Linked DNA regions of Mus musculus: regions 1 and 2 are each linked to region 3. Evidence: chromatin contacts called from public HiChIP or PLAC-seq data. All regions are on one chromosome and are shown on one strand. Each heading gives the region's core, a stretch centred on a gene start, on an enhancer-like site or on the middle of the called end of the contact. The rest is flanking DNA. Distances are from core to core; before and after follow the strand shown. Region 1 overlaps Arhgap21 (Rho GTPase activating protein 21). Region 2 overlaps Arhgap21 (Rho GTPase activating protein 21). Region 3 has its middle 5.7 kb from the start of Gm52501.

Region 1 (3,982 bases), core at 84-2,583, 310 kb before region 3:
AAAACGCCATACTTTACATGATAGATCTTAGGAAACTAGAAATACTGCATTTTCAGACACTGTGTGCAAGGTGTACACACAAGGTTTACACTAGGATCCATTCTATTCTACCAAAAGAGAAAGAAAGAAACCGAATACACTCTGGTTCAGGAATTTTGGATAAAGAATAGTCAACCTAAATAAATAACTACATCATAAGCCTGTTTGTGTCATTACTATCTATCATTACAAAGATAGTTTTAATATTTTTTTAAAGATTTATTTATTATATGTAAGTACAACATGTAGCTGTCTTCAGATGCACCAGAAGAGGGCATCAGATTGCAACACGGGTGGTTGTGAGCCACCATGAGTTTGCTGGAATTTGAACTCAGGACCTTTAAAAGAGCAGTTGGTGGTCTTAACCACTAAGCCATCTCTCCAGCCCAGTTTTAATATTTTTTAAAGGCAGGGTCTCATGTAGCCTAAGCTGACCTTGAATTTGCTCTCCCAACCCCATGACTCTAAACTGATCTATTGTCCTCCCAAGCGTTCAAACAGCAGACATGTATTATCATCTTTAAGTCCTGTGATGAGTGCAAAGTGTATATATAATGCTTAAAATAGCACCTTGAAAGTAACCAAATTACTTTTGTAAAATAAAATTACACGTTTCACTAACACAAAGATTATTTAAAGTATTACTGTTCAGATACTGAAATCAAATGTAAAAACATGATTTTTGTCTAAGAAAAACAAAACCTGAATATCTAAAATTTTTTACTGATTATTTTTTCAGTGTTGGAGATTGAACCCAGGGCCTCAAACATGCTTGGCAAGTACTGTATCACTGACTGCCAGCCAAAACTGTTTATATTCTAAGTGTGATAGAGAAATGGATCTACAGTGGTTGAGTAATTTCTCAAAACTAGAAGCTGCTAATAAGCAATGAGTTCCCCTACTTTCTCCAATACACACCACAGAGTAATAAGATAGTGTTGAATAAGTAGATGTTGCTTATCTCTAAACCAATTTCTCCAGAGTCATGCTGGAGAGATAATCTGGTGTTTTGAAGATTTTTTTTTGGGGGGGGGGGGTTATTAGTTTAGATTTTAAGTTAGTTAAAAAAAAAAAAAAAAACTCTTAAAATATAATCCGTATATGCCAAGTGTGCTTGAAAGCATCTTGCTGGTAAATCTTTTTTTTAACTTAAATGTTTTGTTTGACAGTTTATATGGGTCAGAGGAGAAAGAAGTGAGAACAAGAGGAAGAGGGTGAGTCAGGTCAGGACAGCCTTGGGTGTCATTCTTGAGATGCCATCCATTGTTTGAGACAGAGTCCTCCCTTAGGTCAGCAACTCACCCAGCAAGGCCAGAGAGCCCCCAGGGGGTCCCACCTATCTCTGCTTCCCAGGAGCAGGGGAATACAGATGTTCCAGGTATGCCTGCTTTCTTCCCAGTGTGGGGATCAAACCCAGATCTTCACCCTGGTTCTTTACATTGAGCTCCTTCCAGACTTTTTGTCAATCCAGGTAAAAACAAGAAAGCAACTTTGATACTAAGTATCTTGCTGTACCTACACATATTTTTCTAAACAGTGATTCTAGCTCCCAGTACAGTTATTAGGACAAAGGAAATGAACTCACAGCTTGGGGTTGGAAGACCAGGATAACTTCTGTCTGTAGTAATGAAAATGAAACCCTTGAGTGTGTCAGTATTTTCTCTTTTCTTTTCTTTTCTTTTCTTTTCTTTTCTTTTCTTTTCCTTTCTTTCTTTTTTTTCCCCTCCTTTTTCCAACTCAGGGACATTTATTCAGTAAATTTTCAGTGCTATACAATCTTCATTCTACTTTGCTTATGTTGAACATTTCATAGAAATGCACATAATTCCATTCAACTCGTGGCCTTTTTGTGTCAGGTTTCTTTCATTATCATAATGTTTTCAAACTCCACCCACAAAATAGTGTGTAAGAACCAGCCATGATGGACTACTCTTAGCCCTCTACAACAAAAGCCAAAATAAAACCATTCTTTTGTAAGCTGTTTTAGTCGTGGTAGTTTATCACAGCAACAGAAAATTAACAAATATATCCCTCAACCTCTTTTTTTTTTTTTTAATTACAACTTTTTTGTTGTTGTTAGATATTTTCTTTACTTTTCAAATTTTCCTCATTTCCCCTCCGAAAACCCCACATCCTGTCCTGGCACTCCCCTACAATGGAGCACAGAACCTTCACAAGACCAAGGGCCTCTCTCATTGACATCCCACAAGGACATCCTCTGCTAACATATGCTACATATGTGGCTGGAGCATCCATGTGTACTCTTTGGTTGGTAGTTTAGTCCCTGGGAGCTCTGGGGGGTCTGGTTGATTGATATTGTTGTTCTTCCTATGGGGCTGCAAACTCCTTCAGCTCCTGGGGCCTCTGTGCTCAGTATTTTCACTAACAGCTCCAGCTTTAGTTCATCATGCAGGTGGATATTCGTTTGCAGCACCTCTCTCACAACTCATCTCAGAAGCTGCCTTGCTGTGGTCCCATATCCAAAGTCTCTGTACTTAAACTACTGCATGATGTGGGCTCATGGCTGCCCTTCCATCCAGGTCTCTGCTTCTCAGGGTACCTAGCACCTAAGCAGCTGCCTTTTCTCTCTTCCTAGGTATATCTCTGCTCCCTCTTTCTCTTCAAAGTTTAGATCCCAACTTTTCAAAGATAGATTCCTAAATCCTCACTATAATAATTCAAATTTATATAATAACAAAAGTAACCACAAATGTAGCAAGCTTGAGAGCCCTCAGAAGTGCTGCACAAGCAGACTAGCTCTGCTGCGGGTACGTGTTCAAGTTTTCTCTCCTTAACTTTTAGACTTACACACTTATTACCGTGTCACAGAACGACAAGAGGTATCACCTCACACGTACTTCTCACAACCAACAGTGCCTCCTCAGACTATTTTCTGGGCATACTCTCTGAGCTGTTTCATTGGTGGTAAGGACATATTTCAATTAGGCGCTCCTATCTTCCTTGGTTCTCCTTGTGGCAAACTACCTATCTTCATAACAGCGACAGTGTGATTTGGCTTCCTAAAAGTGAAAGTGAGGCTGACAAGATGACTTAACAGGCAAAGTGTTTGCCACACATGCACAGTGACCTGAATTCCACCCAAGAATCCAGGAGTGGACAGAAAGAACCAACTTGACAAAACCATCCTCTGACCGCCACATGCTTGTTTCCCTTCTCCCTGCATTCACAACACATAATGAAAAATATGTATTTTTAAAAATAAAGTAAAATATAAAGTTTTCAAAATTATGTCTGGAACAACAAAAAAAAAGCTACGTCCTCTGTCATTTGTATAACTTTTCTTATAGTTTAAAAGAGCGAAGTCTCTGCCAAGATGCAAATGCATCTACACTATGTTTCCAGTCACTGTTTTAGTATCCTCTACCACTGCTTTCTGCTCTTAAAAACGCTCATTAAGTAAGGATGCTAGAACGTAAGATTTAGGTGCTTACCACAAAGAAAGGGGTCTCCTGGGCATGGCTAGCCAGTATTAATTATTAATTATTCATTAATTTCTATTATATACAGTTCCACTGTAAAAAGCCTACACTGTATCCATTGTCCAGTAAACGGAAATGATGTCTCCAGTTATTTCACTAATAAAAACTTTAAATGTTTCTTGGAACATCTGCCTGTACAGAAATACATTACACATAGTAATTTACAAAGTATTTTTATAAATTCTTAAGGTACATGTTTAACAGTATATCTTTTAAGTTAACTTGGATGGTATAGAATGTCTATGTAGTGTAATATGCAGTGAATTTGAAATATGTGAGCTGGGCTGTTACCCCCATCAGCTACAACAATGCGGTCTGTCTGCCATCTTCCACCCAGACAGGCACAAGACAAGGATATCACCTCTCTCTGGACATGTGTGGGATGTGATCAGAATTTTATTTAAGAAAACCAGGCAAACACCCCTGAGTATTGCATCAGAGGA
Region 2 (3,616 bases), core at 14-2,513, 290 kb before region 3:
AAAGCATGTGTACATAACACAGAGCTCAGGTTTCAGCTTTGCTAGGCTCCTCATAGCATGAATTTTAAATGTTAAGATAATTGCAATATCTATCTTCTTTTAGTCTTTGAGTAGCCATGTAAAACCCATATTTTTATGGTAATGTAAATCCATTAGGGGGAGTAATAGGAAGTGCAATGAGGAATCAATCTTAACCTGGAAAAAAACAGACACTAAATGACCTTCCCTATCTCCAATTTCTCTGGTCCATGCTAAACTATGAAACTATTTTCTAGACAAAAAAAAAAAAAAAAAAAATCGGGCATACTGAAGAACTGAGATGCTAAGATCCTGCTTGCAACTAATATCAAGTCTTTCCGTCTAGGAAGTTTGTGTCTGGCCTGTGCAAGAACTGAGACACGGCTGGGGTGTGGCTGGACTTTCTGTGTTAGAAAAGCCAAGCCATTAGGCTGAGCCTGTACAGCATGATTTACGACTTACTGAAGAGGTCTCTGCCTGATAACAGTGCTGCTGGGGTTGTGCAGAGAAAGGCTCGCTTCTTAGAGAGCACTTAAGAACAGACAGCTATTCTTAAAAATATGCCCAGCAAGTTTTCTGTACTACAAAACTATGTTTTCATAAAAGCCCAGCTCATAACATGAAACGCTCAGAAAGGAACCTCATTCAGTTCCGCCACAGAAGAAATCCAGAACCATATTTTATTGAAAATTTAAAAAAAAAAAAACTTGCTCAAAGGCGGTTTGTTCCAAACTCTTTGTGCTATCTTATTAACACAATCTTAAGCTCCTTGGGAAAGCTGTGAACTGGCCTTCTTCTACAACTGTACCGTCTTCTCATTTATTAGTTTTAAATTAAGTCAGTCAGTCCCACTTCCCCTCCCCGACAGCCTAATGCTCCACAAACAGCAATGACTGTGTTACTTCAGCTAACTGCAGTCTTGCAGAGTAAGTAACTCAGATCATCAGATTTACCCTATGCTATGTTAAAAAAACTAATTAACTCAAAAGAAACAAAAGATGATTGTAACAAAAGGCAATGTTCTCATATCAAGCATTTTCTTTCCCCTACAGTTACAGCAGTCTTAAATTAAAAAGCAAAACTATGTATCCATCAGACAAACCTGGCCATTCCATGCACAGTAGAGATTGCAGAGTAAACTCCAATTGTGGTTTATCATGCAGTCCAGCAGCCTGAACTGGGCCATGTCTGCCTAGAGCGCAGCCTTCATCCTCTGACTCAGCAAGCAGCGCTCCCTCTGCAGTCAAGTGCTCAAGTGCTCGCAGAGGCTCTTCCCCTCCCTTTCCTGTCTGAGCATCGTCAGGAGAGGCCAGGCTGCATCACCCTCCCAAACACTAGGATATTGTTACATCACGCAGCAGAGCCTGCCTTTGTCTGTATTTAGCATCACTTTGGTTGTTTAACAATTGTTATCTTCTTCTTTGGGGGAATTATAAGCTGTCATTTACTTAGTCAATAAAAGCACAGCTTAGGAAAGTGGTACAATAAAATAACCATACTATCAACATCCTACAGCAAACCAATTCCCACACAGGAATTGGTCTTTACTCAGTGTAAAGGGGGTTAGAATCCCCATCCTTCTTAATCTCTCTGCAGCCCCTCGCATGGCTAACAGCCTTCCAAGCCTCCCATCTCTCTCACCCTAGGTGTAGCACATCTCCATTTTGTATAATATGTCTGTAACTCCTTGCCTAGCAAGAGGCCAGGAAGGAGGTGAGAAAAGAGTGGCTCAGCTTCCTCAATGGCTGTTGCTAGAAGTGCAACAAGGAGCCGACAGTTTAACCTTTGAACTCCAACTCACTCATCTGTAAAATAGGTAACACCTGCATGGGCTTTTTAGCATGAAAAAGTTTAACAAGACTAAAACAGAACACCTAATCGTTCTTATTAATATTCCCAAGACTGGCTTCCCTTCTTATCTAAGTTAGAATTCTCTCCTTGACCCACTTTCTCCTTTCTTGCGCTCTCCCTAGATGATGTCATCGTCCAGGCTCATGACTATGAATGACTCCAACCCTCTCCAACCCTTTCTCCCAAGCTTCAATCTGCATGACTGAACCCTTGCTAAGCATGGGTACCTAGATGCCTAGCACTACTTGCTCCAAACAGGGCTCATTATCTTCCCTCTCCCAGCCCCAATAATCTCCTCATCTACATAACGACAGCACAATTCAAGCCCTGGGTTACCAAAACACAAACAGCTCCTGAGCCCCTTCTCTACCCAGCTACCAAGTCTGACATCTCTAAAACACAGTCCTTTTCTCCCTCCGTGGCCTCCTCCTAAATGAGACTCCCATTGGCTTCTCCAGGTTGGTCTCTCCTCCATTCTGCCACTCCTCTGCAGTCTTGCTCCACAGGATTAACAAAAGAGTATTTTAAACCAGTTACTCATAGGGCTATACAGGCTACATCACTTCCTTCGCTGCTTTCTGTCAGGATATGGTCCTCAAAGTATGTTCCCATTAGCTCTATAAGACAAGGGATATGAGCTAGATGGGTTAAAACAATCATTTGGTCAAATAAGTTTGCTCCCAAACTACACCAACTCAGAAGTAAAAAACTCAAAAGAAAGAAAAGAAAAGAAACAAAACCAAAGGTAATCAGTGAGCTAGGGGAGGTACAAGAGAATGTGATGATCCTGAAAATTCAGAAGTTTCAATGGGCACACAATACAGCCCCTTAAAGACCCAGAGAGTATGTACAGGAGTTAGTTCATTGTGCTTTCCTGAAATACAAACATCTGAGATAGAAAGAGAAAGCCTCAGCACAGCCATCACTACAATGGTGACCCTGCAGCCTCTGTGGTGACTGGAATGAGCAATGTCGCCATGGCTCTTGTGTGTGAGCCTTGGTCCACTCTGGGTGGTGCCATTTGGGGAGGCTGTGAAGGCTGTGAAGGCTGTGAAGGCAGGCTGTGAGGTGGACTCTGGCTGGAAGAATACACGTTGTGAGAGTCTGTGCCCCTGCCCCTCTTCTAGTCTGCTTGCTGCTTGGTGGCTTAAGTGAGAGACAGAGCCTCTCAGCTTCTGCTCTGGCTGTCTGCTCCACATGTCTGCCACCATCATGGACTCCCTGCATGGGCTGTAAACACATAAACAGAAATAAACTCTTCCTTCCCTATGTCAACTTTGTTTTCTTTTTTTGTTTTCTTTCACACAGACAGACAGAGTTTCTCTGTATAGTCCTGGCTGTCCAGTACAGTGTACAAAGTGACTCACTTTGTCGAACAGGCTGGCCTTGAAATCACAGAGATCTTCCTGCCTCTGCCTCCCCAGTCCCACTGCAGCAGCCCATAAGTCAACTCTGGTCATGGTGTTTTACCACAGCACCGAAAAGTACTCCACCTTTAGGAACTGAGGCACAAAGAGCAAAGCACCATTACATGGCCATCTGACTTTTCCACGACAAACCTTTACGCCAAAAACCCAACCTGCAGCATCAGCTTTAAGGTCTTTTCAGGATGAAAAGGAGCCCTGGACAGCTGAGCAGCTCAGGGTTTCACTGTAATATCCACAGACTACAGGAATTTTGTATTCTAAGACAGGAACTATCAGAAAACAAACTCTAGACCATCAAAATGACGAAAGCAAGCAGGTGT
Region 3 (4,108 bases), core at 1,445-3,944:
AGGCAGGGAGACAGTGGTAGCAGCTAGGTCATGTCCTTACTTTCTTTCCTCTTGATACAAAACAAAATACCACCTGAACATTTTCATGGCCTCACTTATGGAATCCTTCAGGATGTACACTCAAGATTTATTTTAGACCAAATGTGGTTCATTTACACAATGGAATCCTACTCAGCTATTAAGAACGAGGACATCTTGACTTTTGCAGGCAAATGGATCGAACTAGAAAATATCCTGAGTGAGGTAACTCAGACCCAAAAGGACATGCATGGTATGTAGTCACTAATAAGTGGATATTAGCCAAAACAACAACAACACCCATACAGAATACACAAGATACAGCCCACAGAATTCAAAAGGCTCAACAAGCTGAAGTGCGCAAGTGAGAATGCCTCAGTCCCACTTGGGAGAGAAAAGAAAGCAATCATAAGTGGGGAGAGAGGGAGGAACTTGGGAGGGAAAGCGGATGGGGAAGGGGGAACCTGATCTGGTACTGGGTGAGGGGAGAGGTCTGAAGCTCTGAGGGCCTGCAGAAAGAATCTAAAGAGCCAACCTCAGGAAATAGGAGGTTGGGGGGGAACCCCACAGTGCACCAGAGACCTGGGAGGTGAGAGACTCACAGTGCCCAACAGTAGGGAGAGGGAACTTATAGACCTCCAGCAGGAAGACAGGACATCAAGTGAGGGATGAAGTTTCCACCCCACAGTCACACCTCTGACCCATAATTGTTTCTGTCTGAAAGAATTACAGGGATGGAAATGGAGAGAAGCCTGAGGTAAAGAAGGTCCAGTGACAGGCCAAAGTGGGATCCAGCTCAAGGGGAGGTCCCAAGGCCTGAAACTATTATTGAGGCTATGCAGGGCTCACGAAAAGGATCTATCAAGACTGCCCTCCTAAAGACTCAACAAGCGGCTGAAAGAGTCAGATGCAGATATTTGCACCCATCCAAAGGACAGAAGCAGATGATCCCTGTTGTTGAATTAGGGAAGGCTGAAAGAATTTGAGGAGAAGGGCGATCCTATATGAGGACCAGGAGTCTTAAATAATCTGGACCTCCAAGATCTTTCAAACATTGGACCACCAAACAGACAGCATACACCAGCTGATATAAGACCCCTAACATATACACAGTAGAGGACTTCCAGGTCTATGTTCATTCAGAGATGATACACCTAACCCTCCAGAGGCTGGAGATACCAGGGAGTTTAGAGGTCAGATGGAGTGGAGGGTGGGGGCATCCATGTAGAGACGGGGTGTGGTAGGGAGGAGGTGTGGGATGTGGAGCAGTTGGAGGGTAGGAGGGGAAGGGTGAGGATTGGAATATGGAGTGTAAAAACTGAATTACAAATAAAATTAAATTTAAAAATATAAAAGTAATAAAAAATTTTAAAAAAAGATTTATTTTAGACCACTGGAAATCCTACAGTATAAGCTTTCCATATGTGTAGTAGCATTCTACATGTATATATATGTATGTATATTGGAATATATATTCTTTAGAATATATATTCCTTAGAACATATATGTGTATGTATATATATATATATATATATTCATTGCATATATATAAAGTTGGGGTATAGCTCAGTGGTAAAGTGCTTACCTAGCACTAGTTTTAATTTGTGGTACCTGAAAATAAACAAGTAGACACACACATATCTCGCTAGAGCAGAGCCTGTCTCCTTTCTTCTCTTAAGTCGGTCGGTTCAGATGTCTCTCTTCCACTGTCTTTGTCTCAGTAATGTCAGGTCCCAAGAATGGAGACAGGGGTCGGTGGGGAGAAAGGAAGCTTTACTTGTTGCCACCCCAGGCTGAAGCACTTTGCAACCAGGACCAACTGTTCATCTATTTCTTTTCTGGTTCAAGAAAGTCTTCTGTCTCTGACTGCCTTTCCAGCCTGTCCATGTCACGTAATTTAAAATAGGCTACCTTTCACCTAAGCCCAGTTGATTTCTGACACAGAAGTCAGCCCACAGGAAAGAGGGACCTAGTGTAACATCTGAAACCCACACAAAGCAACTGCTCTGAGAAACTGTGGCCACTCCCCTCCACAGGCCCATGCTTCAGAGTTTAGTTTTCCTCTGCATACGTTAGCTTTTTATTTAGGAGGACAGCTGATTGGTGTTACTTTTGTTCCTGATTTGGTTTTAAAGTATAATTTTGTACTAGTTATCAGAGACCTGTATATATAGCACAAAGAGAATTCTTATAGTAGAAATAGCCAAAGTTCTGGTAGTACCTGTTGATATCTCTCTCTCTCTCTCTCTCTCTCTCTCTCTCTCTCTCTCTCTCACACACACACACACACACTCACACACTCACACACACACAGACACACACATACACTTTGTTGCTATATTTGCAGTGCCTAGACCTGGCAAGGTAATTGCTAAGAAACACATGTTGCATGACATATTTTACTGGGAATGGGAGGGTATACCTGCTAATGTTAACCTAAGAAAAGCCTGAAAAAAATCCCAGATGAATTGGACCTGTTACACCATTTTGCCCAAGGCAGCTTTCTGTGAATTCGGTCTGGCAGGGAGTGATAAAACCCTTGTTATCGATACCTGGTATTCCCATGCAAGTGGGTGTAGTATAGGCAACCCTTTGATCTGCCGTGGCTCCTCTCCCTGTGGAGGTGGGGCTCCTGAGAAGCCCTTTGAGCAGACCTGCCTGTACAAGGAAGCCAAGGTAACAGGATGCTGTGAGGTTTAATCCAACCTGATCAGACCAGAAAGAACTCAAGGGTGACTCAGAGTCTAAAAATGTGTTGTGCAAACAGACTGGGTGCCAAGCTCCTGGGTAATTTGGCTGGGTTGGAACAGGCTCCTGGATGAGGAAAGCAAGTCTCCATTCTCATCATACAGGCTTCAACACAGAGCCAAAGAGCACCTCAGCTGCTCGACCTCCTCAACCAGCGCATAGGAAGAAGATTCGTCTCCTTTCAGCAAGGAAAGTCCAGAGAGAAAACCTAATTCATGGAAGCCTCATACGTAGCCCAGACTTGAAACAGACCTTACCTGCTTCCTCAGTCTCCAGGACAAGTGTACATACACTACATCAATGCAGGGAGATTTGCCAGAAGGAATTTTCCCAGTATCTGTCACCTTACTTCCTGAAACTTCAAACATGGTTGGAATCAGAACTGGTAGACTGTTCGCTCTGGGCACAGGGCAAGTAGAGCCCACCACAGCCATACACCCAGAAAGATAAGAGACGCTCTGTCTGTCTCTCTGTCTCTGTCTCTGTCTCTGTCTCTCTCTTACTATGAAGCACAGGCTAGCTTTGAACTCAAAACCCTCCTGCCTCAGCCTCCTGAGTGCTGGGATTACAAGTTCTACCCACCTCCTCCATGTATCTTTAGATGAAGTAAGACCTCTAAGTCCCCGGAGGAGCTAGCTGTCCAGATGTTAAAACTCTGGGCAGGACAGTTTCAGTGCTCCATGGCAACGGGTCTCCATGAGAAGATTCTCAGGTACCAGACTCAGGTGGCAAGGTGTTATAGTCTCTGAGATGTGCTGCAGATACAAGGCAGGCTCCAAGACACATCTAGGCAAGAGAACAGGAACTTGTCACAGGCTCAGCACTTACAGCAGCTTTAAGACTGCTTAACCCATGTTCCAACCCTGTCACCCTCCCATTTAACCAAGACACACCTACAGTCAGTCAGTCAGATAGACAGACACACACACAGTAAAATCAGTAATACTCAGTAAGTTTATCATCGGTATCCTAACCAGCTGCTTCTCCTTTCTAGCCCACACCTTTCTCTTTTCTGTCTGATATATCAACATAGTCCTCACAGCCTAACCCCTGACCCCAGCCAAAGCGGAACTGTTGAAATGCACGTAGTCACTGGGTTACATGCTCTACCTGTTCACTGCTATGCGCTTAGTATTGAGATCAAATAATTTCTGGTACACAGTGGATATGTCAAAATATTTGCTGGGATGACAACTGCAAAAATGTGTACTTACCAGGAACCACAGCAGCTGGCCATCTCTCTGAGGGAAACCAACTATAACCATTACAAGCAAGGAGGAAGGCATATACAATGCCACATCCCTGCTAGCTAAAACTGTAGCTTACTGAGTCATTTCGTACA

The links. HiChIP or PLAC-seq counts read pairs in DNA pulled down with a chosen protein or histone mark.
Region 1: a contact with region 3 is called in an H3K27ac HiChIP or PLAC-seq map of trophoblast stem cells, with 6 times the contacts expected there. The contact joins two enhancer-like sites. A contact is called at or near these places in 1 of 484 Hi-C or Micro-C datasets (bone marrow-derived macrophages), 5 of 115 datasets of contacts at active chromatin or transcription factors (bone marrow-derived dendritic cells, embryonic stem cells, extraembryonic endoderm stem cells and 2 more) and 2 of 9 other capture datasets (adipose tissue and liver).
Region 2: a contact with region 3 is called in an HNF4G HiChIP or PLAC-seq map of pancreatic cancer cells. The contact joins two enhancer-like sites. A contact is called at or near these places in 1 of 39 promoter capture datasets (embryonic stem cells), 1 of 15 datasets of contacts at CTCF or cohesin (CD8 T cells), 1 of 484 Hi-C or Micro-C datasets (bone marrow-derived macrophages), 4 of 115 datasets of contacts at active chromatin or transcription factors (embryonic basal ganglia, embryonic stem cells, extraembryonic endoderm stem cells and 1 more) and 2 of 9 other capture datasets (adipose tissue and embryonic stem cells).

Annotation. Positions count from the first base shown.
Region 1 is chr2:20,923,803-20,927,784 of GRCm38.p6, forward strand. The region is part of intron 1 of Arhgap21 (Rho GTPase activating protein 21); the gene reads right to left. Among named protein-coding and RNA genes, the nearest start is that of Arhgap21, 42 kb to the right of the region's middle. Within about 2 kb of position 1,334, at least 20 of the 459 cell types and tissues checked have an H3K27ac peak or open chromatin away from gene starts, as enhancers often do. A contact at or near this core is called in trophoblast stem cells, where this site is marked.
Region 2 is chr2:20,942,163-20,945,778 of GRCm38.p6, forward strand. The region is part of intron 1 of Arhgap21 (Rho GTPase activating protein 21); the gene reads right to left. Among named protein-coding and RNA genes, the nearest start is that of Arhgap21, 24 kb to the right of the region's middle. Within about 2 kb of position 1,264, at least 128 of the 459 cell types and tissues checked have an H3K27ac peak or open chromatin away from gene starts, as enhancers often do. A contact at or near this core is called in pancreatic cancer cells, where this site is marked.
Region 3 is chr2:21,232,382-21,236,489 of GRCm38.p6, forward strand. No RefSeq gene overlaps it. Among named protein-coding and RNA genes, the nearest start is that of Gm52501, 5.7 kb to the left of the region's middle. Within about 2 kb of position 2,695, at least 81 of the 459 cell types and tissues checked have an H3K27ac peak or open chromatin away from gene starts, as enhancers often do. A contact at or near this core is called in pancreatic cancer cells and trophoblast stem cells, where this site is marked.